Linked DNA regions of Mus musculus: all the other regions are linked to region 3. Evidence: chromatin contacts called from public HiChIP or PLAC-seq data. All regions are on one chromosome and are shown on one strand. Each heading gives the region's core, a stretch centred on a gene start, on an enhancer-like site or on the middle of the called end of the contact. The rest is flanking DNA. Distances are from core to core; before and after follow the strand shown.

What was found. HiChIP or PLAC-seq counts read pairs in DNA pulled down with a chosen protein or histone mark.
Region 1: a contact with region 3 is called in a FOXA1 HiChIP or PLAC-seq map of pancreatic cancer cells. The contact joins the enhancer-like site here to the promoter of Spryd3 in region 3. A contact is called at or near these places in 15 of 39 promoter capture datasets (the 3T3-L1 cell line, 3T3-L1-derived adipocytes, the C10 cell line and 10 more), 4 of 115 datasets of contacts at active chromatin or transcription factors (CD8 T cells, the SCID.adh cell line, bone marrow-derived macrophages and 1 more) and 3 of 9 other capture datasets (adipose tissue, liver and pancreatic islet).
Region 2: a contact with region 3 is called in an H3K4me3 HiChIP or PLAC-seq map of embryonic stem cells, with 13 read pairs. The contact joins the promoter of Aaas here to the promoter of Spryd3 in region 3. A contact is called at or near these places in 15 of 39 promoter capture datasets (3T3-L1-derived adipocytes, the C10 cell line, cranial neural crest and 9 more), 6 of 115 datasets of contacts at active chromatin or transcription factors (the 230-238 cell line, the SCID.adh cell line, bone marrow-derived macrophages and 3 more) and 3 of 9 other capture datasets (adipose tissue, liver and pancreatic islet).

Annotation. Positions count from the first base shown.
Region 1 is chr15:102,374,931-102,379,869 of GRCm38.p6, forward strand. No RefSeq gene overlaps it. Among named protein-coding and RNA genes, the nearest start is that of Sp7, 11 kb to the left of the region's middle. Within about 2 kb of position 1,386, at least 222 of the 459 cell types and tissues checked have an H3K27ac peak or open chromatin away from gene starts, as enhancers often do. A contact at or near this core is called in 3T3-L1-derived adipocytes, CD8 T cells, the SCID.adh cell line and 8 more, where this site is marked.
Region 2 is chr15:102,349,221-102,353,993 of GRCm38.p6, forward strand. Aaas (achalasia, adrenocortical insufficiency, alacrimia) reads right to left here and starts at 1,539. Exons shown (of 16, transcript NM_153416.2): 1 at 1,276-1,539; 2 at 733-860. The coding sequence starts at 1,398. It overlaps Gm36246 (predicted gene, 36246), which reads left to right and starts at 1,607. Exons shown (of 3, transcript NR_155425.1): 1 at 1,607-1,692; 2 at 4,462-4,537.
Region 3 is chr15:102,134,094-102,138,982 of GRCm38.p6, forward strand. Spryd3 (SPRY domain containing 3) reads right to left here and starts at 2,122. Exons shown (of 11, transcript NM_001033277.3): 1 at 2,043-2,122. The coding sequence starts at 2,065.

The sequences.
Region 1 (4,939 bases), core at 136-2,635, 240 kb after region 3:
ACACACTGGCAATTACGACAATTGGGACAGAAGGCAGAAAGGCAAGAGAATTGTGAATTCCAGGTCAGGCAGCTATATCCCGACATTCCGTCCTCCAAGAAAACAACAACAAAATAGAAATATTGCAAATGCACATTGTTCCAGGGTAAGAAGAGTTAGCACCTCTGTGCATATGACTGGAGCATAGGGTGAAGGCTGAACCAGGCCTCGTGGAATGGGCCTGTATTCCCAGCTACTCCAGAGACTGCGGGCTACTCAAGAGCCCACGGCCAGCATAGGCAATTTAGTGAAGCTCTGCCACACACACAAAGGGGATGTGGGGGTTGGATTCTGTAGACAGTGGTAGAGTGTTTCACAAGCATAGATCCCAGGAGTTCCACCCCAGAACATGAGAGAGAAAGTGGGGGTGGGAAATGTCTCATCAGCTATGCAAGGTATGTGACCTTAATCCCCAGGACAACATATAGAAATGTTTGTATATTAAAAAGATAGCCCTGGCTGCAAAGATGAGCATGAAAGGGGGTCTTAGAGCCCGACAGTTCTGTGTCTGTCAGCCATTTAGTATGGTGCAAGCTTGGGCAAACTGTTTAACCTAGGATTCCTCTTCTGTAGAAAGGAGAAACAAGACAGTCATCTCTCAAGGTTGTTATAATGATTTGAAACTGTGCACAGTGCTCAGTGGGTAAAGATACCTGCCATCGTGCCAGGGGACCTGAATTCTATCCCTGTGACCTACAAGGTAAAAGGATAGCACTGACTCCTGACCTCCACCACATATGCATTGTGACACACACACACATACACACACACACACACACACACACACACTCAAAAGCAATTTGGTTTATTTGGTTTTTTGAGAAAGGGTTTCACTGTGAGCCCTGGCTGTCCTGGAACTCACTCTGTAGACCAGGTTGGCTTCAAACTCACAGAGATCTTCCTGCCTCTGCCTTTGAGCTCTGGGGCTAAAGGTATGGGCCACTACGGCCTGGCTAATTTTTTAAAACCCACAAAAATTAGAAATGTATGCTGGACCACCCACTCGATGCTAGACATCAATCACAGGGTCTCACACAAACTACATAAGCGCTCTACCACTAAACTACACCTATAACTACCACTGGACTACACCTATAATATAACTAAACTACACCTATAACTACTACCAGACTACACTTATAACTACTACCAGACTACACTTATAACTACCACTGGACTACACCTCTATCCCTTAACTATAAACAGTATCCACCGCTTAGTACTTGCTTCATACATGATACGTGTTAGTTCATCACAGGTTGCTGGAGGACAAAACTGGAGATGAGGATGGCAATTGGTGTCATCACACCAAGCCAGAGGTCAAAGTGTACGGGGTGGAAAGGAGAGCCAGCCTCACAGGAAAAATGAGCAGGCATGCAGGTTTTAAAGTTCAGTGCTGAGAATAGCTCTGGATAGTCAGTGGCTCTGCTCAGCATTGAGGAAGGGGCCAGTGCAGTATCTGAGCGTTTTCTCTCAGCATTCTAGCAGGAAGCCCCTGAATGGCTGGGGTGCCTCTAAAGAACTATTTTCCTACCCTTTGACACTCGCCCCTGCTTCTCCCATTCCGTCCTTTTCTCCTCTACTTAGAAACTTTCCCCGCTGCCCTTGTCAATGAGAGTCCGCCATCGCGCCCATCTCCACCCTCCTCCTCCATCTCAGTCAGACATCCCTCCCCTCCCCTGCATTTCAAAGCATCAAAGCACTGTTCGACTTTTTCCAAGAGGAGGCTCGAAGCAAGGCGTACAGTGAAAGTATAAGCCTCCAGCTAAAGCTGAGAAACAGAGCGGGCAGAGGGACAATGAACATAGTGAGGTCTGGGCTGGGGCATCTCCACCGCTTACGCTGGCCACCTGGGACCTCTTGCATGCCTCAGTGTCCCGGTGCTGCTGGCAGGCAAGGGGCGGGCCGGCTGGGGGCGGGGCGGGGCGCAGGCGGGGCCGGCCGGGCCAGGCGCCCGGGCAGGAGGCAGCTGCATATCTGCGGTCCCGACCACAATTGCTGGGAGTCGCGTCCCGGAGACTGGCGGCGCTGACTCTGCCCGCTGCGGCCGCCGCGCCGATTAGAGCCCGAGAGGGAGCGCCAACCCCGGGGAGGGGGGCGATGGCGGGGAAGCGCTGGTGCCCCTTGGCCTCCATCCTAGCCAACACCCCCAATGCCAAGTCGGGTCTTTCTCTGCCTCCCTTATAAACTTAGCCTCCCAGCCTTGGCTTTCTCCAAACTGGATCTAAAGCTAGTGCTTTGGGACCCTGCAACAACCTGAGGAAGTTGACATCCTGTTGACCTTTCCCTCTTCCCCAGCACCCAAAAAAGAGGACTCAGAACCTCAGGATAAGCGTTCTCGGGCAAAAGCAGATCGAAGAAGGAGCCTGAGACGCCAGAGGACAAGCATTCCGAGGCCAGAGCACCCCCTGCTGGCTGGCTCTGAGTCCCTGCCCCTCCCCCTCCAGCTGTGACCTCCAGCTGTGGTGGTTGGGAAGAGCTGGCTTCTTTGATCTAGAAGCGTGGCCACCCCCTCCAGGCGCCCCATTAACCTCCATTATCCCAATTAGGCATCCCTCCCAGTCCTGGACATGAGCTTCAAAGCCCCTTCAATGCGGAGAGGAGAGGGGCTGACTCTTTAGCCCCTCACCAAGCCAAGTCATTTTCAGGCAATACCCAGGTATCCTGGTCCCAGCTGGCATTCATGGTAGGTAATAGAACTATAAAAAGGATTCGAGAGAATAAAAAGGGAAAGGGACCCTATTTTCCAAGTTCCCAGTTTTGCATTAAATGATTGAGGTGGTAGCATCCAGGATCCTGGCTGACCTGAGATTCCCATCAACTTATTCAGCTTTATCCCATCCAGAGAGGAGCCAAGAGCCACCCTCCTCCATCCTTAATCCTATCGCAACACTCCCTCCCCTCCTCCTTCCTGTAACAATTTCCGCTGGGGGAGCCCAAGCCGGGTTCAGCACAGTGGCCGCTTCCTGGAACATTTTCCTGTATCCGAAACCGCGGCTCCCTCCCCAGGGACCCACTGATCAAGGCCAGATGGGAGCAGGGATGGGGGTGGAAGCAAAGGAGCCAGGCTCTCCCCATCACCCCCCTCCCAACACATTTGCACACCACAGGGAGCCCCTGCCCTGACACACAGACTGACATAGGCACACACCACATGCCACAGTCATACACTCATGGGCATTCGTGGCGACACAGGAACCACAGGCTGAGTCTTAGAAAGTCAACACACCCACAGATATCACCACATGCTATCTCCACCCCACCCCATCCCCGTCTAACTTCTTGGTCCTTTTTTGCTTCGTGAGGAGACTTTAGAGATCCAAAAATAACGGGATACCACCCTAGGAAGGTATTAGATTGCTTCTCTGAGGGCACCTCCTAGCTGGTTCCATTATAGAAATGCAGGGTATCCATCCACTAAGTTTATATATGACAGCCAAAATCAAAGAGAGCAAAGAGGAGCAGTTCTCTGATTCCTGAGGAAGAACAAACATTAGGCTGACTCTCAAGGACAGGCAGGAAATCAAGAAACCTCCCTGGTGACAGGCCTCTCTTCCTCCCTCTTTGCTGGTCCTCTGATATTTATTTACAAGGTTTCACTATGTAGCCCCTGGCCAACTCACAGAGATTGGCCTGCCTCTACTTCCTGGGTGCTGATATTAAAGGTGTGGAACTGGGGCTAAGATTTAAGAGCGCTGGCTGCTTCTTTCAGAGGACTCAAATTCAACTCCCAGCACACACATGGCAGTCTGTAACTCCAGTTCTAGGGAATCCGACACCCTCACACAGACATTCATGAAGGCAAAACGCTGATGCACATAAAATAAAAATAAATTATAAAAAAGAAAAAGCATGGGTCACCACGTGACATCATGGGTCTTGTTGTAGTTTTGTTTGTTTTGAGACAGTCTCAAACAAACTAGAACTCAATATGTAGACCAGGCTAGCATCAAACTCACAAGAGAGTCACCTGCCTCTGTCTCCCAAGTGCTGAGATCAAAGATGTGAACCACCACACAACATCCAGCTTTTCTGTTTGTTTTTGGTTGTTTGGGGGATTGTTTTGTTTTGATATAGAGCTTCCTGTGTATACTTGGCCTTGAACTTCTGATCCTACTGCCTCCATCTCTCAAATGCTGGGGTTACAGGTGTGTACTATCATGCCTCCCATCTGTTTGTCTCTTACCTGGCTGGGTATAGGTTGGTCTGTGGATAGAGTCTGGAACAGACACTCAGAAAAGCTGAGAATAGGGAAACATCGTCTCCTGTTTCTCAGAACATCTCATTGGTTCAGAGGAAGTATGAAGTATATGAAACTGGAAAGTTCCACAAGTCTAAGATATAGGTCACTGTGGAAGGATGGGAGGGATGAGTATATGGGCACAAGAAACATTAATCAGGATACCCCAAACTCATGACACTATTTGGTTCTGGTTTATGCTGGCTTCATTAATATGCTTGATTTTTTTGGGGGGGGTTGTTTTGTTTTGTTTTTCGGGATAGGGTTTCTCAGTATAGACCTGGGTGTCCTGGAACTCACTTTGTAGACCAGGCTGGCCTCGAACTCAGAAATCTGCCTGCCTCTGCCTCCCAAGGGCCGGGATTAAAGGTGTACGCCATCACCGCCCAGCCTGGCTTCATTAATATGTTAAACAAGAAAAAAAAACACATCAGTTCAGTGGTTACTACAAAGACATTTTATTAAATTCAAAGTGGCTATTCTTCATTAGAGACATCTAGAAAAGAAACTTTTTTTTTTAGATTTATTTATTTATTATATGTAAGTACACTGTAGCTGTCTTCAGACACTCCAGAAGAGGGAGTCAGATCTTGTTACAGATGGTTGTGAGCCACCATGTGGTTGCTGGGATTTGAACTCCGGAAGAGCGGTCGGGTGCTC
Region 2 (4,773 bases), core at 289-2,788, 210 kb after region 3:
ATAAAAGGCTATTTGACAACAACTCACAAAGTAACAAGCAAACTCATGAACCCAGGAACATAATTGCCAGGGATTCGTTTTTTTTTTGTTTGTTTGTTTTTTCAAGACAGGGTTTCTCTGTGTAGCCCTGGCTGTCCTGGAACTCACTCTGTAGACCAGGCTGGCCTCGAACTCAGAAATCCGCCCGCCTCTGCCTCCGGAGTGCTGGGATTAAAGGCGTGAGCCACCACGCCCGGCACCAGGGATTCTTTTTACAGATAATGGCAATGATAATAATGGGGATGGCAAACACATCAAGGGATTAATGTGCCAGGAAATGCTTCTATGTGCTTTGTATCTATTTAGTCACCATGGTTTAAAGGGGTTTGGCTTTAGGACAGAGTAATTATGTAACTTTTCCAAACGTACAGTTAAAAAAAAAAAAGATAGCACAGCTTTAATTCTTACATGTCCTACATATTAACGAATCAATTCAACCTTTTCCTAACTTTCCTGAGCTTCAGATAAAAGCAAATGAGGTCGGTGCTGAGAGCAGGTTTGTAAAATCAAGCCAAGCTATTAGGGATAAATGAGGTTTCTGGTACACCCTTGAGTTTTACAATAAAAATGGATCACCTAATATGATTTGTGGTAATATGAAGACACAGACTGCAATAAGCAGCCATTCAAGAGCTGCCCAAAGCAGGCTCGGTAGACCATGGCCTATTTAAGCCACTGTTTGCTATGCCTCACCAAACATTGATGCATCTCTTCCACACTTGCTCACGGTGATGGATGAAGGCAGTTCTTGTACCATGGTCCAGCCTCCCTGGGGCTTTTAGGGGATCCTTGGTCAGGTGTAGGACAGGAAGATTGATCCACTATACCTCAGAAGAGAGGGAGGCAGTCAGTCTCTTCCCCAAATCTTAACAGAACTCCTTGCCATCTCCAACCTATGGCATAAGAGATTCCACGGCCCCATTTCCCATACCCACAAATGTAACACTTGTGGGACAGAAAATTTTCAGTCCTCATCTGCAAACCACAATCGTTTTTCACAGGGTTGACACTAGAGAAGACCTGATGGACGGCATCCATCATCTTCTCTACCCCTCCTAGAACCTCCTCACATGCCTTGGCATGCCTAACTGGGTAACACAGGCCCTAAAATATATTTCGTTCTCTCCAGTCTCCTGTGGGAGTCATGCCGTTCCCAATCACTTGTGAGCGAGCCCCGCCGCGTCGCCTCTATTCCCACTTTCCGCATCCCCACCGCAGCGTTCCCACCCGGACCACCTGGCCCCGAAAGTCGGGAGGCGGGCTCTCATAGCTGTTGCCGGTCACCAGCTCGTTATTGTGCTCATACAGGGTGACTTGACCTCTAGGCGGCGGCGGGGGGAACAACCCCAGGGAGCACATCTTGCCAGTCCGGAGAGCGTCTGGAATCGACAGGCTCCCGGCTGGTGACGACTGCGCTCCCCGGAATCTTAGTTCCCGGGCTAGATTCGTGTGAGGACGGGTAGCCGTACAGGACAAACGACTGCGCGAAGCTGAACGGAAGTGCAAGGAAGAAAGTTCCGAGTCGGGTTTCGGGACGGACTTCCGGGACTTCCTGGCGCGCCCCCTTGCGTACGGAGCGGGCACGACGCTGACACGTCCGAGGACCGACCTGTGGCGTAAGGAGCGCCGCGGTTTGGTTTTGGTTTGTTTCCTGTAAGACTACTGTTTTTTCCAACTCTGAATCCCCAGCAGCGTCTCCCACTCACTTACTTAGTACGGAAAAAGCCCAAAATAAGCCAGGTTTAGGAAAGTACCTAATTAAACTCTCCAACCCCCGTAAATATCCTTGAGGAATATACAGACGATGTCATCCTACCAGTGAGCTTTCCCCGCCCCCCCACCTCCAAAAAAAAAACAAAAAAGACTTTAGAGGACAGTCAGAACGGACTTCACAGGGTAAGGCGTCCTGAAAGAGAGAGACGGACACTGGAAGGACAGTAACTTTTCCCGAGTATATCACTAACAAACGCTTCTATAATCCTTACAATAACCCCAAAAGTGCACCGTTGAACTACCAGTAGCAAAATGACACAGATTGGACCAAAATACACACAAACCAGACATTGGTGGGGCATATTGGCCCAAGGCTGTAATGCCTACAGGATGTGGACAAGAATAAAAGGTTAGTGTAGACTGCGTAGCAAGCCCCTGCCTCCAAATACCGTTGACTCCGATCTGTAATCCCAGCATTGGGAGGTACAGGCAGGAGGATCACTGAATGTCCACTCCATAGTTCTCTTCCAACTTGAGATACATACCACCCTGACTTTGTCTTATTTAGGCTTTGTTGTTTGTTTGTTTGTTTGTTTTAAGATTTGTTTTATTTATATGAGTACACTCTCATGGTTTTCAGACACACCAGAAGAGGGTATCTGATTCCATTACAGATGGTTGTGAGCCACCATGTGGTTGCTGGGAATTGAACTCAGGACTTCTAGAAGAGCAGTCAGTGCTCTTAACTGCTGAGCCATCTCTCCAGCCCTAGGCTTTATTTTGAGGCAGGGTATGGCTATGTTGCTCTGGCTAGCACGGAACTTGCTATGTAGACATGACTGACCTTGAATTCATAGAGATTCATACCTCTATCTCCCAAGAGTGCTGAGATTAAAGATCTACCACCATGCTCTCCTGAGACCTTTTCTGAAACTGAAGGGGTTGGGGGGGGGGCTAGAACTACAGAGAGATGTTTAGATGGTTTAATTCTAACTTAATTCAATTGTGAGCTCAAAATCTGAATAGACAAATGGGAGGGAAGTGTGGGATGGTGAGACTCACAGGAACGGTATTAGCCTTTCCCTGCTATTGCTATCTCTCTGCTTCCTGGCCATTATGAATAAGCAAACTCTTCCACCTGCTCCTGAATCTATGATGCTCTGCCTCACCTGACACCCAAAGAAATGGACTCACCTAGCCTTTAATTGAAACTGACTCTGAGCCTGACCCTCCTCCTCGAGAGCACTTTTGTCACTGGGCATGGTGGTGCATGCACACCTGTAGTACTATACAGGGAGTATAAGGGGCTTTTAAAAATATTTTTTTAATTTGTGTTTTGCCTGTATGCACCTATGTGCACCACATGCATGCAGTGTCCACAGCAGCCAGTAAAGGGCGCTGGACTCCCCTGGAACAGGAGTTACAGATGGTTCTGAATCATCATGTAGATTTGGGGAACAGAACCAGGATCCTCTGCAAGAACAGTAACTGCTCTTAGCCACTGAGCCATCTCTCTGGCCCCCAAATAACTTTTTGCTTTGTTTTGTTTTTCAATAGAAGGATTCTCTGTGTAGCCCTGTCTGTCCTAGAATTCACTCCATAGGTACCCCAGTCTGGCCTCAAAACTCAGAGTTCCATCTTCCTCTGCCTCCCAAGTACAGGGATTAAAGGTGCCACCACTGCCACCATCACCTGGCTCTTAGTTTGGTTTTCATTTCCCAATAAATTAACTCTTTAAAAAGAAAAACTAAACGTATTAGCCTGGCCTAATGGTACATGCTTTTAGTCCCAGCACTCAGGAAGCCGAAATGGGTGGATCACTGTGAATTCAGAGCTATCCTGGTCTAACATAGGAAGCTACAGGCCAGTCAGGGATATATAGTGAGATGGTGTCTCAAAAACAAACAAACAAGCACAAACCACACTATGTCTAGAGACACAAATTCAGGGACATCCTCTGAAGCATAGTTCACACTATGTCTCAGCTACATAAGATCTTGTCTTTAAAAAGAAATGTGGAAGATGGACCTAAAACTGGAGCGTAAAGAATGGGAGGTGTGGCAATTATGCACTTGATTAATTTTAGTTTTGTATTTTTGAGACAGGCTGAGGGTGACTTCTAATTTGCCGGAATCCTCCTGCCTCATCTCCTGAGTGCTGAGAATTACAAACAGTGGTGAATAGTTAACCTCGATTGTCATTCATCTGGTACACAGCGAACCTGAGAGACTAGGCCTGTCTGAAAAAAAGAAAAAAGAAAAGAAAGGGAAAGAGAGAGAGAGAGAGAGAGAGAGAGAGAGAGAGAGAGAGAGGAAGGAAGGAATGAAGGAAGAAAGGAAGGAAGGGAGGGAGGGAGGGAGGGAGGGAGGAAGGAAGGAAGGAAGGAAGGAAGAACTCAAAGCTGTATGTAGGCTCAGGCCCCACACCCCCAGTCTCACTGAAGAATGTGGGTTTTTTTGGTGGGTTTTTTTTTTTTTTTTTTTTTGGTTTTTTCGAGACAGGGTTTCTCTGTGTAGCCCTGGCTGTCCTGGAACTCACTTTGTAGACCAGGCTGGCCTCGAACTCAGAAATCCTCCTGCCTCTGCCTCCCAAGTGCTGGGATTAAAGGTGTGTGCCACCATGCCCGGCCTCACTGAAGAATGTAAGGGCAATGGCAGAAATAGTTTCTTGTGCCCTGAACTTCTGTGTCTGCCTCTCCTTTCTATCTAGAAGGACCTTACAGAGAAGCTCCCAGGTCAGAAGACAGAGACATCCGGACGAAGCCTGCAGGTTCTCTTCATCTGAGGTGAGGTTGGCCTCAATTTCCCTTTGCTCTGTTTCGCTGAGCTGGGTCTCCCTGTGCTGCCCTGGAGCTTGCTGTGGTTGTTCTCTGTGTCCTGCGTGCTGGAAGCAAACCCTCCACGCTGGACTTGCCTGTAATCTCTTATCCCTCGAATGTTAAGGAATGCCCGAGTCACCTGAGATTTTTCTCTCTCTCTTTTTAAAATTTTTCATAAATTTGCTGGTGAAGCTAAAGAGGCG
Region 3 (4,889 bases), core at 872-3,371:
ATTGTCACTCTTCCATTACGGATGGTTGTGAGGCACCATGTTGTTGCTGGGATTTGAACTCAGGACCTCTGGAAGAGCAGTCAGTGCTCTTAACCACTGAGCCATTTCTCCAGCCCACAAATGGTCATTTTAACCAGTGGAAGAAAAAAAAAAAAAAAAAACCCACAGAGATGTAACAAAATAGCGGACAGGGACAGACTCTGAGGTACTGCCTGAAAAACTGAAAGAGAGGCAGGCAGTGTAACAGTGTAACAAAAACCATTCCATACAGAAGAAACAGTTGCTCAGGCCCATGGTTAGAAAAAAGGTGTCATGGCAGAGAAAAACAGCCCACCAGAGCCATTGTATGTAGGGAAAGTGAATGACAATAAGGTAAGGGGGGAGAGGAGGTGTTGGAGAGATGGCTCAGCAGTTAAGAGCACAGACAGAGGTCCTGAGTTCAAATCCCAGCAACCACATGGTGGCTCACATCCATCTGTAATGAGATCTGATGCCCTCTTCTGGTGTGTCTGAAGACAGCTACAGTGTACTTACAAAAAATAAATAAATCTTAAAAAAAAATAAGAAGCCAGGCGGTGGTGGGTGGTGGCGCAGGTCTTTAATCCCAGCATTCAGGAGGCAGAGGCAGGCGGATTTCTGAGTTCAAGGCCAGCCTGGTTACAAAGTGAGTTCCAGGACAGCCAAGGCTATACAGAGAAACCCTGTCTCCAAAAACAAAAACAAAACAACAACAACAAAAAAAAAACCAGAGTAGAATAAGGTGGCAAGATATGGAAGCACAGGCCTTTAATGCCAACACTCCAGAGGTAGTGGCAGGTGGTTATCTATGACTAAGAGGCAGCCAGCCTGGTCTCAAAGCAAATTTCAGAAGACAGCAAGGTTTAGACAGAGAAACCCTGTCTAAAAAAACAAAAAGAACAGGGTAAAGCAAGAGTCTATCCACAGTCAGGACTTTTAAATTTTATTTCAAGGGTAATGAAAAACTTCTAGGGAATTGTAAACAAGAAACGGTATGAATTTTTTGTTTGTTTGTTTTTCTGAGACAGGGTTTCTCTGTGTACCTCTGGCTGTCCTGCAACTTACTAGCCTTGAACTCTGGCCTGCCTCTGCCTCCTGGGTGCTAGGATTAAAGTGTGTACCCCCACCCTGCCTGAAGCCCATGCTGTTCAATTCACTGAGCCTTCTCTTCTGCCAGAACCCCAGCCCTTTTTAGTCCGCAGAGGTAAACGGATTTCTGAATTCTTCAACAGCCTGCTCTACATAGTGTGTGCCAGGGTAGACAGGGCTACACAGTGAGGCCCTGTCTCAAACAAAAGAAAAAACAACTTAGCAGATCTTAACTCCAAGTTGTAACAGAATTCAGAGGGCCGCAGCCCCTAAAGCAGCAGCAGTACCGGAGAAAAACATGGGACTCTCTCGGTATTTAGACAACCAGCAAGGCCAGTAAATGAATGAATGAATAAAATCTTCCAGAGATCCAAAAGCGGGAAAACCATGAAGAAATATTTTCTTCCTGCCTCCCAAACACCTGGCACTGTGCCCTACACACAGTAGGTGCTTAGCAATCCTGGGCTAAGCTGAGTTCGATCCCAATGTGCACATTGGGGCTCTTCTGCAGGAGCTACAGACCAGCACATGCCCCACAAGAGCAGACACCTGCGGCGCAGCACTGGGATCCCCCAGGGCCCTGGGCCAGGACTCGAACCCAGGTAGATGCCGGAGCCCCAGATCTGAAGGCATCGGATCTTCGAGAACCTGACAGCCTCAGCACCAAGCAGCTGCCGCCGCACTGGGTCCGGGCACGGCCTCAGGACCGCGGGGTCTCTCAGGTGACACCCGGGACCACCCGGCCTTAACCTGTCAATGAGGCTACGCCCCGTCGTCACAGGCCCTGGCTGCAATGGGGAGGGTGCGCGGCGAGAGGAACGCCCGTGACCGGAGCCCCTGGCCCCGCCCTGAGGCCGCAGCCGTCGCCCAGGACCCCCGCCTCGAGATCTGCAGAGACCGAGGCCTCCGGGACCCCGCCCCCGATCCCCGCCTACCGGGGCCGCCGCGTCCTCCTCATCCATAGGCCTCTCAGCTCCGCGTTGTAGCTCTTCGGCCGCCGCCACCACACACATCCGGGTCCCCGCCCTTCCTCTGCTCCGTCAGGCCCGCCCCCACCGCTAAATCTGACCAATCCGCAGCGCTTCTTGAAGATGGGCGCCCTCAGCAGCCAATCGCAGGGCACAGGCGGTGCGGAGCGCGGCCCGGTGAGCTGGGTACCTAACACTCGGCGGCGTCTGAGGAACCCTGGTGTCGGGAGGGTGGGGGAGGCGACGTGGCTGCCCGGACGCCACCTCGGACGCCTGGAGCTCAGGGAGGCGGTCAAGGGGCGGCTCCCTTGGGGCGGAGTAGGTCCCTGTGCCCGTGCGCGAGCTTCGTGTTCCCAGAGCCAGAAGTGATGCTAAAAACCTCTCTGGAATGTCCTTTTGAGCCACTTAACGGCATGGGGGGGGGGATTTTTTTTTAATGTTATCTCCTATTTTACGCGTGAGAAGCCAGAGGCTGATCTCCACAGCGGCAGCACTCGGCTGGCACCACATGCTTTCTTCTCTCCGGAGCACCCCTTTGCACCACGTTCGTTCATTCCAGGACAGGCGTTCCAGAACAGGAGAGAACATATGCAAAAGGCACAGTGGGATGAAACCCGGGTGCTCTTTGGGCTTGGGCTTGGTAGGAAAAGTTAGCTCGGGTCAGAATGTACCGGAAAGGATACTAATCTTTATCATGCACCTCCTATAAAGGGTATGATTGTCCTTGGAAGGAATTGGGATTCTTGGACGACTTCAACGTTTTGCTCTTAAGACTGAATATTCTTTCCAGAAAGACTCATCCTGTGTCAGAAACATAAACGAACATATTTGTGTCTTTCCACATCTAAATTTATTGAGTATCAAATACATCAGCAAGCGATGTCAGCTTCATTGGCGGCAATTTGCCAATTAGACCTGATTTACATTGATAATGGGCCCTTACCAAACACATGAACTTTTACTTTAATATTAATTACTAACTCTTGGGTCACAGATTACATATCCTGTGTGTACTTATGTAGGTTAACAACATGGCTAGAAAAGGGTTAAAGAAGCCACAGCATAATTCAAGAGTTCAGAGGCCTTACTAGAGACAAGAGCTGATAGAGTGCAAAGTCACTGCAGCCAGAGAACAAACCTAGCTGGGGAGCTGCTGAAGGTTCCAGCCTGGGATGCAGCCATAGCTGCAGGTCACAGGGCTGAACACCTTCAGAGGCAAAATGTGAGACTGGGTATGGATGAATACGTGGGCAACCCGTAATGCGAGTAGGTTCCATCAGCTGTGGACCCCAGTTGGGCTGAAGCCCCAGAAACAGTCAGCATTTCTCTGTTGTCCTTTGAGGCACACACAAGGTAGTTGGTAGGGACCACTGTCCCCAGAGTGTTAGACACCTTCCTCATGGGGTCCAACTGAGGGTGTTTCTTGGTCTGATTATGTTTAATACATTCTTTTTGTTGTTGTTGTTTTCAAGACAGGGTTTCTCTGTGTAGCACTGGCTGTCCTGGAACTCACTCTGTAGACCAGGCTGGTCTTGAACTCAGAAATCCCACCTGCCTCTGCCTCCCAACTGCTGGGATTAAAGGCGTGCACCATCACTTCCCGCCGTTTTTCTTGAACCTGATGACACTTAAGTGATTTTAACACGCCCACTGACTGTATAGTCTCAATCGTTTGTATTTGGATCCATTTATAGAGTGGTACCTTTCACTTTTAAAAAACAAGATTTATTTATTTATTATGTATACAGAAGAGGGCACCAGATCTCATTACAGATGGTTGTGAGCTACTATGTGGTTGCTGGGAATTGAACTCAAGACCTCTGGAAGAGCAGTTAGTGCTCTTAACCTCTGAGCCATCTCTCCAGCCCTACCTTTCACTTTTTAAATTAACTATTTACTTTAGTGCTTCGCCTGCATATATATGTGTGTGTGTGTGTGTATGTGTCTGTTTTGTATATAGGTAAATAGATAGATAGATCATATATTGATATATATAATCTATGCACCATCTGTGTGAGTTACAGACAGTGAGCTGCCCTATGGATTCATGGGACTTGAATCTGGGTCCTCTAGGAAGAACAGTCAATGTCTTTACCCGCTGAGCCATCTCTCCAGGCCACCTTTTCACTCTTAGTTATCAGTCTAGGATTCATACGTAGTGCTAGTGGTATGTATATGCAGAGTCCCACTCCAAGTAGAGCCAGATACTACTTGTACGAGTCACACAAGGCAAGACAGCCTGAAAGCCACCATTTTACACAATATAGAATAACTTAGAGCAAACACAGCCTAATCACGATTCACTCTTATGCAGTGCCTCGTTTATTTACTGTGCAATGTCAGGTGTGGTGACATGCACCTGTTTTGATAAGTATTTACTTTTTATTTACTGGAGGTAGAATGCATGCCTGACATGGCCTAAGTGGATAAAGATGAGAGAGCAGCTTCAGGAGTTGCTTCTTTCCTTCCACCAGGTGGGTCCCAGGGGTTAAACACAGGTTTGGTAACTCTGAACCATCTCGCCAGACCCAGCACTCATTCATTAAAGCCAACTGTGCATCAATGTGTTTAGACCTCAGACGAGTCCCATGTGATTCTAACTGGATACTTCTCTACAGTGCTGGGCAGGAAGACCAGGGCTGTAACTGAGTTAGTAGAGTACTTACCAGACATGGGCAAGGTCTTAGGTTCATTCCCCACAATGACAAAAAAAAAAAAAAAAAAAAAGAGAGAGAAAAGCTAATTATAGCAGTTAGGGCTGTAGCTTACTAGAATGCTCTTACTTAGCAAGCTCCAACTCAAGGCTCTGGGTTC